2 separate regions of the Mus musculus genome follow, and region 2 is linked to region 1. A link is a contact called in public HiChIP or PLAC-seq data. All regions are on one chromosome and are shown on one strand. Each heading gives the region's core, a stretch centred on a gene start, on an enhancer-like site or on the middle of the called end of the contact. The rest is flanking DNA. Distances are from core to core; before and after follow the strand shown. Region 1 holds the start of Gpd2 (glycerol phosphate dehydrogenase 2, mitochondrial). Region 2 holds the start of 5330411J11Rik (RIKEN cDNA 5330411J11 gene).

Evidence for each region. HiChIP or PLAC-seq counts read pairs in DNA pulled down with a chosen protein or histone mark.
Region 2: an H3K27ac HiChIP or PLAC-seq map of embryonic stem cells shows a contact between it and region 1, with 9 times the contacts expected there. The contact joins the promoter of 5330411J11Rik here to the promoter of Gpd2 in region 1. A contact is called at or near these places in 1 of 39 promoter capture datasets (embryonic stem cells) and 1 of 115 datasets of contacts at active chromatin or transcription factors (embryonic stem cells).

What each region holds. Positions count from the first base shown.
Region 1 is chr2:57,235,240-57,240,345 of GRCm38.p6, reverse strand. Gpd2 (glycerol phosphate dehydrogenase 2, mitochondrial) reads right to left here and starts at 1,964. Exons shown (of 17, transcript NM_010274.3): 1 at 1,779-1,964.
Region 2 is chr2:59,383,323-59,388,241 of GRCm38.p6, reverse strand. It overlaps 5330411J11Rik (RIKEN cDNA 5330411J11 gene), which reads left to right and starts at 1,560. Exons shown (of 3, transcript NR_040510.1): 1 at 1,560-1,618; 2 at 3,432-3,554; 3 at 4,288-4,919.

The DNA.
Region 1 (5,106 bases), core at 715-3,214:
TTCTTAGACTCAGATACATTGTTTCAGGTTAGTCACTGCCGGAGAAAGCATTTGTGGAAGACTATTGCAAACCAAGCCACCACTCCTGGTGCTAGAGATCTGAAAGTGTGTAAGACACACCCAACCCCAGTAAAAACGTACATCCTGGCCTGGAGAGATGGCTCAGGGGTTAAGAGCACTGGCGGCCCTTCTGAAAGTCCTGAGTTCAAATCCCAGCAAGCACAGGATGGCTCACAACCATCAGTAATGAGATCTGACACCCTCTTCCGGTGTGCCTGAAGACAGCTACAGTGTACTTAGATATAACAACAAATAAATCTTTGGGCCGGAGCAAGTGGGGCCAGAGCAAGCAGAGGTCCCAAGTTCAATTCCTAACAACCACATGATGGCTCACAAGCATCTGTACAAGTACAGTGTACTCATATACATAAAATAAATCTTAAAAAAAAAAAAAAAACTTACATCCTGACTATGGACAGGATAATGTAAGAATTCTATCAGTATGTCAACATCATTCATCTCATTCATCCACAGTGACAATCAACTCTTTTTTGACTGTCTATAAGAAGCATTAGTTATAAGACTCAGCAGTGGGGTGTGACATCCACTGAGAACTGCTAACTCTGTGCCCTTTTCATTAACAGTGAGGCATGCAACTGCCTTCCCATGGTTCCTAGAATGACTTATTTATAAGGTGACTATGTGACTAATGCTCTCAGAAAGCAGAGTTCTAACAGTTTTGTCTCTCATCCCAAATTCTTTCCCATTGTTCACTGAGGTGAAGGGTTAGGTTGCTAAAATGAAGGAAGTGTGGTCGTTTGACTAATGTCTCTATGAGAAACAGGGGGAGGTTTCAACACTCATCATTAAGGCCCCAGAGACAGCACATGCTATCCACTGGGCAATGGCATCCAGGCCCCATATGCTAACCAACAGCTCCCAAGAAGCCCCATGGTCCCAGAGAGGCCATCACCAGCACTTTCCACGTTCAAAAAGAGAAATTCCAAGACTCTCAAACTTTGAAATACATGCAAGATACAAAGTTTTGTTTTAAGCAAACAGGGCAACTTCCTTCTCTCACCTACTCACACAAATTGACAAATGTAACTTTTGGCTGTTTCTGTAGCAACCCCTGGGATATTTACTTCTTGTAACACTTAGATGCCCCTGTCATTGAACTTTTGTAAGAACTTGTGTTGCTTGAGGAAGGCTGTTTCAGGAGTACGTATATCTTCCTAAGGGATAAAGGACGGTCTAGGGACCATCACCTGCTAAAAGCCTTCCTAAAGCTGCAGCACTCAGCAAACTTTCTTTGGCAAGACACAGTTGCTTTGCGGAGAGAGGAGGCTGTTGCCGGTGTACACTTTGCATTTCCTCCTGGGCCAGTCACACCCCGGCAACTGAGTTTCTCAAAGAAAGCCTCCTCCCCCTTGCAGAAGGGTCTTCCCCGCCTCACCTCAGAAGGAAACAGCAAGCCTCCGCATCAGACAAGCCACTTTCACAAGTTAAAACTTTGCATAAAGTTTCATTGATGTGGGAACGCCCTGCCTCCAGCTAGGTAAAGCGTATCTCAAACGTATTCCAGTCTCGCCTAACCCTGAATGAGAATTGTGCTCCTCCTCCGTTGGTGGGAACAAATTCACAGTCTCGCCCCAGTTTCCCGCCACCACCACCTCCACCTCCGCCACACCGCAGTCCCACCGAGTCACACAAGTCAGAGAGGGACCACTTCCTCCTAGAAGCCGAGGCAGAGGACCAGGTCGCCAGGACGCACACACCTGAGATCGGTCGTCACGCGCAAGGGGTCGGCGAGCAAGGGAGTCAGGATCCTCCAGCCAGAACGGAGTCGGCCTCACCGAGAACCAGAGTGGCCCTGAGCTCGCGGCGAGCGCGCCGGGATGTCACCGGGTCAGGCGGGGCCACCGTAACCCGACCCGCCCGCCGACGCCCCTCCCGGCCACTTCCTCCTCCCCTCGTGCGCCTCCGCCTCCCCGGGGGATGATCCGGCAACTCAGCCACCGCCTTCGCCGCGACACCGCGGCCCGGGCGACTCTGCCCGGCAGGGAAATGCGGAAGTGCAGCCGGTGGGAAAGGGCGGCTGCAGACCCGGCGCTCTGGGTCTCGCAGGGACGTGGGCTGGCCATGCCCGAGGTTATCGATCCTGCCCTGAGCCCCGGCGGAGCACGACTCCATACCCTGCCACTCCTTGCTAGCTGGAGGAAAGAAGAGAGGGCTGAGCTAGGCCGGGGAAGCCGCTGTGGTGTTGGGTTTCTGTCCCTCCCCACGCGGGCCACTCCTGCCATCTGCCCTAGGGGGAGGACGTTTCCCCCGCCTGCTGCCTACCGGGGTTGCCTTACCTGATCACCCGTCGCGCGCCCTTAGATCCGGCGTCCCCTCCTCCGCGCCTCCCAGCCGCCAGGCTTCCCTGGGCCTAGAAAGGCGTCTAGGAGTCGGGGGACTCTAGGGACTCGGCCTGCAGCTCTCGGCCCAGATACCCCAGCGTGTTCTGTGGGCGCTCCAGGCCTGTGGACCCCGGGCCTGAATGTTAGCACCGGGACCCGCTGAGAAGAACAAGCCAAATCAGCAAGGGTGGGATGCTGAGCGCTGGCCCAGCGGGCCGGGCCTCGTACAGGTGGGGGGAGGCGGAGAACCCTGGCTGCGGAGCCACAGGCTTCCCACTTGCACCCCCTCCCAACCCGACCCTGCCCACTGAGCATGCCCAGCTCACTTGTTGCAACTAAAAGGGTTAAGCAAAACCAAGGGTACCCAAGGAGGGCTCAGTTCGGGTTCCGAAAGACCCCACTTTAAATCCTGAGATTATGGTGTTGAAAAGTAGGCAGGGACTGATCCGAAAAGCTCCTCGTGCCAAATTAGTTTGAAGGAAATTGTAGCAGTGTTTAGTAATCAATTGCTAAGTCACATACATAGTATTCTTAAACCCTGTAGAAATGCCTATAGTTTGGGGTCACAAACTCACAGTAACTTATGGCAAACAAACCCTCTGTAAAGGCAAAAGAACTTGTTCCTGGCCTTGGACACGCTAAATTTACGAACTAAGCTTCTGTCGCTGTACCACTGAAAGGGTTTGGAAATAAGCCAGGGAATCTTTAGCGTTTAAAATGTGCCTTTCACAGTACAGCTATGGTGCCTGGTACAGCATCACCTGAGAACTTGGCAGAAATGCAAACAATCTGAGCTAGTGGCTACCTGAGTCCCAAACATCCGAGTTCCAGCTCCAGACCTAACCAAGCATTACAGAGGTCCAGATTCACACTAAGGGTTGAGAGCTGATGTTCAATAGCTCGGTCCTAAAGGATTCTAGTTTGAGAGCCCTAGAAGTAAGCCACTGACTTTCGGTTTTCCTGTTTTTCAGATCTCAAATATTTACTTAGAAGTTCAATGCGTTTCTCTGCAAAGAAGTAGGTCGAAATCAGGGTCCATGCTGACTTCCCACTAATTCACCTAAAAGACTGCAGTTCCTGGAAATGAAACCATTCCGCCATTGACTTTCGCATCCTAGTGCCTATAAAAGATGTTTAAATGTTCGTTGGCTTTAAGTGGATGCTTAAGTGAACAGTGTGTTTCTGGCCCAACTATGTCAAGTCTTTCTTCACTAAGTACTCCACCCATGAAGGATTCAGCTCTCATCAGAAACCCATGAGCACCCATCAGACCTCGGCATAACTTAGACGACAGAGGAGAAAAATCGGAAGCCCTGGGCAGCATTGCACTTGACAAATATGGGCCTCAAAACAAACAAAAAAGATCAGAACAGGAAGCATCCAATAGGATTCATGAAGAGCCCTAAAGGAAAAAGATGCGACAATGTGGGAAAAGGGTAAAGAGCCAGGAAGCAGCCCCAAACAATCCATGTGTTTCTTTTGAGTCCTCTCTGTCAAAACCACTGCATTTTGGCATTGTTCCTGTGTATATCACATTTCATCCCCACCACTGCTGAATAAAAGGAGCAAAATTAGAGAGGAAAATGCTCTACAGCAGATATATTCATGAATTAAAACTACTGCTTGCTTCCAACTGCTCAGATCACAACTAACTTAGAACATGTTTGTTTGTTTGTTTGTTTTAAAAAATAAAATAAAACAGCACATCTTTAATCCCAGCTGCTTGGAGATAGAGAATGGCCATGAACTTGACATCAGTGTGGCCCACATAGCAAATTCCAGGACAGCCAGAGCTACAGTGAGGCCTATCTGAAGCAGGTGGGGGGGACAGACTCATTTTTTCAGTGAACAACAGATAATTTTAAAATGTAAAGGTTTAAGGTAAGTACTTTAAAATATCACAGAGACTTATAAAATCTCTTCACCTACTCCATTCATGTCTGGTTTGTTTTTAGAGACTGGGTCTCTAAACTCACTCTGTAGACCTAGAACTAACCCTTTAGACCGGGCTGGCCTTGAACTCACAGAGATCTTACTGGCCTCTGCCTCTGGTGCACTGAGAGGAAAGGCATGTGCCACCCCCACACCTGGCTCCATCAAGGGGCAGAAAATAGATGAAGCCATATCCCCTCCTAGTCTAATGTGTAAAGCTTTGAGCTGTTTTTAAGACTGCTGTTTACGAGTGCCTGATTTGGCCTCTGTTCAACCTTCTTATCTCTGTCCAGGTGTCTCGATTTTATTATACTAAAAACTCCACTGAAAGAATTTGTTTGAGGACTGAAATAATTAAACTGAATACAGCTTCCCAATTGCTTAAACAAATTCTTACCATAACAAAAATAACTTCATCGCGGGTGAGAGGATACTCATTAGTTTAGGAACTGCTCTTTGGAATCTACGAACAACATTTTCATTTAAAAAAAAAAATAAGAGGCTGGAAATATGGCTCAGTGATTAAGAATACTTGCTACTTTTCCAGAGGACCATGGTTCAATTCCCAGCATCCACATGGTAGCTCGCAGCCCTCAGCAACCCCAGCTCCAAGGAATTCAACATCTCTGGCCTCTGAGGGCCCACACTCAAGTGCACATACCTACATACACACACACACTCACACACACACAACTATATGTAAGTACTGGTACTAATAAAAACACTTTTCTTTTTGCTATTGTTGTTCTTTAGTCATGGAATTCAAACAAAA
Region 2 (4,919 bases), core at 311-2,810, 2.1 Mb before region 1:
TTCTTATTTGACCCATAATCTTGTAGATTCTGCTCGGGATTATCACACATTTTCCAGTTCTTATAGGCATTTCATCAAATTTACTTGATTTTTTTTTCCTTCAGCTATGTTTATCCAAAGCATTTTCATTTCCATTACAGTCTGATTTCTAAATCTCGGGTCTATTTTATTCTTTAGAACTGTCATCTGTCTGCCCACTTTGTCCACCTACTATGTGCCAGCTAGCTTCCTCGTCAGGAGCTTTACTATGTCAGTCAGAGTCCCTTTAGATTCCTGGTCTGACTCAATGAGCTAGGCTCAGCTGCTTCCTTGGTCTTCTTTAGCTGGGCTTTTTGCTCTTAGTCTGCCTTGTAATGTTTGGTTAGAAAGCTAGACACAAAGCACTAGGTAGAAAAGACATGAACTGTCTAATGAGATAGATGGGCAGGGGGCGGGGAGATAGGAGATATGGTTACTCTTAACCTCTTTCTGAGCCAATGCCTCTGGGCTTGACCTTCCCAAGCGCTTCTCAGTAACCTGCCTCCCCACACACTTTGGTGGGTCAGAACCTAGGGAAAGATCACCCTGTTAGATATCGCCTTTCTCCCTTGGCAGAGCTGGAGTTGACTGTTGGGGTCATCAGAGGTCCAAAGGGCTGTTCGTGATGGATATGGTCTTGCTGTTTCTTTAGGTCTCTGTTTCACGGGCCACGTGACAAACAAGTGGGCGGGGCGGTGGTGGCACACGCCTCTAATCCCAGCACTCGGGAGGCAGAGGCAGGTGGATTTCTGAGTGCGAGGCCAGCCTGGTCTACAGAGTGAGTTCCAGGTCAGCCAGGGCAACCTTGTCTCGAAAAACCAAAACCAAAACCAAAACCAACCAACCAAACAAACAAACAACCCAAGCGACTTGGATTCTTCCTCTGGACAGCTGCCACCAGGGGTTCTGAAGAGAAAACCTCTTGAAAGGGTAGGAAGACTTTGTAGAGCCTGAAGCCACTAGGCTCTTTCCCACCCCCACCCCCACCCCCACCCCCACCCCCAGGAAACTTGCTGCCATTCTGTTTTCCACGGGGGATAGACTTGGGAACAGGCTCCAGTCCCTTGCACACTCTTTCACTGTCGGGGAAGATATTTGCCGTGAGCTTCAAAGCAAGACAATCTCGCAAGAGAAGCAAATGAACAGCCTGTGCCATCTTGGGGGAAACATGCCTAGGGATGTTTTGACATGCTTAATCCTCCTGAGTTGCCGTGGCTCTTTCAACGGTACTTTAATTTGGTTTCCCTAAGAACACAGTCTTGCAGAAAATTTAATTTAGACAAAGATAATCTAGGTGCTAACTCTGAATACACTGTGCTCAGGAACAACATAGAGGCGAGGGGTAAGGCAGAGCTTCATACCCAGGTGGCTTCCTGGCTGGCGTTGTCAAATCTTATAAGTCAAGGTTTCCTTATCCCTAAATTAGGGAGAACATCAGCCACTTCCTTGGGCAAAGGCATATAAATGATGCAAGAAACTGCGGCAAGGCAGAGGATTAATTAAAGCTGCTAGCATCTAGTTTCTTTCCCTCCTATGGGGCTGTTTTTCTAACATGGAGATCCAAAGAGAGACAGGGGGAAAAGGAACAAGGAATTATACGGTGAGACATCCTTTCTCCTTCCCAGGTTCAATTCTTTATTGTCTGACAAGCCACCGCACAAGCTGTGCTGCAAAACCTCTTCTGATCCCTACCAGCCAAGGATTAAGTAGGTCATGTTAGGTATGCCTGGTCCCTGCTCCGTGATGTCCGAGCCACAAACTAGAAGGCTTGGAGGCTAAAGGTGAAGTTAACTGAAGGTTTCTCCATGCACACATTTTGAGCTTTGGGTTGCGATTGCTTGAACGAAGGGTAAGAGGCTTGTGGTCATTTCTCCCTTCCCGTGCTCTCAATGGTCCTTCCCTTGGTCTCTCTGACATGATGACCTCAGACTGTGTGAGCTCCTGCCACCATGCCCCTGTGAACTGAGCAGAAAGCCATTTGTGACCATGTGACTTCTCCTTTTGACAGAGGTCCTACAAGCTCACCCAGGTTCAAGGGATGGAAATACGGTGTTTACCTTTCAGTGGGAGGTCTACGTGAGTTGGTGGCCTTGATCTGAATTACAGCTACCACCGAGGTCATCATGGGGGCCTCATAGCTGTAATCTTAACACAGAGGAGGCAGGAGGGTGGCAAGTTTGAGGCCAGGCTTGGCTATATAACAAGAGCACACCTCAGAATAATGGCCACCAAGAAAAGAAAACATCACCACCAAGAAAACAACAGAATACTGCCTCTAAAAATCCTGCCTCAGGCACCATGGACTCTGGCAGACCCTGATATTCTAGTTTCATTCGAGTACTTTCTGAGGGGAAAGGGACTGTATAGGAGAAACTTGGGAGAGAAGGTCAAACCGTCTGGAATCTAAACTCACCAACAGAGAGCTGGAAGGGTAGGGCTCACCTCTGTTGCTCTTGCTTCCCTGAAGAGATGCTTTGGGGACTTAGGGGTCAGGAATGGACAGAATAGACAGTAGGTTTTGTATTTCAAAACATCCATTGTCACCACTCCTAGCCCAGAGGCCATTCCTTCCTAGGGTGTGGTGGGCTGAAAATTCACACATAACTTCAGAGGGATTTTTGGTTTGTTTGGTTTTGGTATAAGGTTTTCTTTTCTTTGTAACTATTTTGTTGTATTTGTGTAAGGTATTAGGATTTTTATAATTAGTGAGAGATCCTGAAATGAAATCATGTCATACTTGTAGATATTCCAGATCTGGCAATGGGTTTCCATAGGAACAAAAGGTAAAATCAGCAGGGGGGGGGAGGGGCACTTTCCTAGCCTGTGGCAGGAGGTCCTGGGGACCATCCCCCACGCTGTGGAAAGGAGAGAAGCAGGTATTGATTTTCAGTGCCGTAAGCCAAAGAAAACCTAGAGCCACTAAATTTGTTGGAGACAAGAAAGGGGCCTCTCTTAGGCCCTTAACAGGACTGTGGCCTGGTGGCACTGCTGGGTTCTGAGGCTATAAGAGATAGATTTCCACCTCAATTCACCTAGCAGATTATGACTACCCTAGATTCCGATGCGCTGGGCACATGCAGGAACTTCCTTGACAGGAGCTTCAAGCCCACACAAGCATTAGAGGAAAAGATGGTCACTGTGGCCAGGTCACCAATGCTTTTTGGGGCCTGATAATTTTTTTTCCTGGCATGTAGGATGGTCAACCATATCCCTGGGATCTTCTTTCTAGATGCCAGGACCCCACCACCCCAGGTGTCACCCTAAAACTCTCTCTGGCTTTGTCAGATGTCCTCCAGGGAAGCAAAACAGCTCCCAGGTGGAGAGCCACCGGCAGAGATAGACAAGCGGTGACCATGGAGACAACTGGCCTGAAGAACTGGAAAGAGGAAAACAATTACGTTTCTGCCTTTCAGGTTGCTGGCAGCCTGGCAGGATGGTAATGGGCTGATGTGATAGCACATTTGTCTGCTCTTCTGCTGATTGATTCCTCCCTGGGCTCGGACACATCCTATAGCTCATCTCCAGAAGGACCACAGGCCAGTTCAGAGGGAGAGAGTGAGCAGCCAGGGAAAGGGTAACAAGCGGGTTGCAGAAGCCAGAGTCCTTTTGCAGAGGCACCTGCAAGGCCTGGGCTAGGGGCACTTTAGAATTCAATTCCTGGGACTGTGGCTTCTGGGGCTGGGTCAGGGAGTCTACTACCACGGGCCTGATCTGGCTCTTGAGAATCCCTGCAGCAGGCAGAGACAGGAGCAGAGGAAGATGGGAGAGGAGAGCTGAGCACAGGTTTAGCTCATAGCGCTTATAGGGAAGGCAGTGCTCTTAAAATAGGTTCAAAGCACCCACTGTTGTGCTTTGTGTCTTCTGTACAAAGCAGGAGGAGGGAGGATCTCGGAGGACCCATGCCAAGCTGTCCCTCTACATAATCAAGCCATGCGACAGACCTAGTCTGAAGACGATTTAACAAAAGGGGTAGAGACAGAGAAGGGATGGGGGACAGAGAAGGACCAAAAGGGAGAAAGAAAAAAAAAAAAAAGGAAGAGGCTGGCCCGGGAACATGTGGGGACAGAGGGACAGAGTAAAGGGGAGAAAGAGAGAATAGGAAATAGTGTGGTAATGAGAGGCCTTCTTATAGGCCTGGCTGGTACCAGGCAGGCGGAGTCACAAGCTGTTGCTAGGTAGTTGTTGGGTGGAGCCTAGCGGAATTGTAAGTCAACACCCATGGTTTTCTTTCTCCCTGTAATTTTTCTTATTATTTTATTTTGTGTGCAGGTGTACAGAGGTCAGAGGACAATTTGCAGCAGTCAATTCCTTCTGGAACCACTCAGGTGGTCAGGCATTGTGACTGGTGCCTTTTTCTGAGCCCTCTCACTACCCCCTTACCTTTCATCCTGTAGAGTCAACTCATTCATTAGCTGTTCCGTGCAGCAGGCTCTTGTATTAGTAGCGACAGGAGTCAATGGCGTGTAGCTATTGGAAACCAGGAGGGAGCTCCGTGCCCACTGACGCTATGGCTATGGCATTTATAGAAGAACCCCAAGAAGAAAGAAGTGAGAAACATGGACCAAGCTAACAGAACTGCTTGATTTTTTTCTGTGTCTTTGGTTCTTTGAAGATGTACATCTGTGACTGTAGGGCCTGACGGCGCGACTCCGCCCTACCTCACCGTCCGGCAGTGGCAAGTGTTCCTCAGCCATTCCTCAGGGTTCTGGTGGCCCATCGACAGTGAAGAGCATCTCACGCTAGACTTTACAGTTCTGGATTCAGTGCCGAAGCCATGGCATCGCACACACATATACATGCGCACTTGTAGCCTCCTGTCCCGCCTTCTACGCTTGCTTAAACCCACACAAGAGCCCATGTCATCAGAACCCAAGTCCGGAAGAACTCCAGCTAGCTCCGCT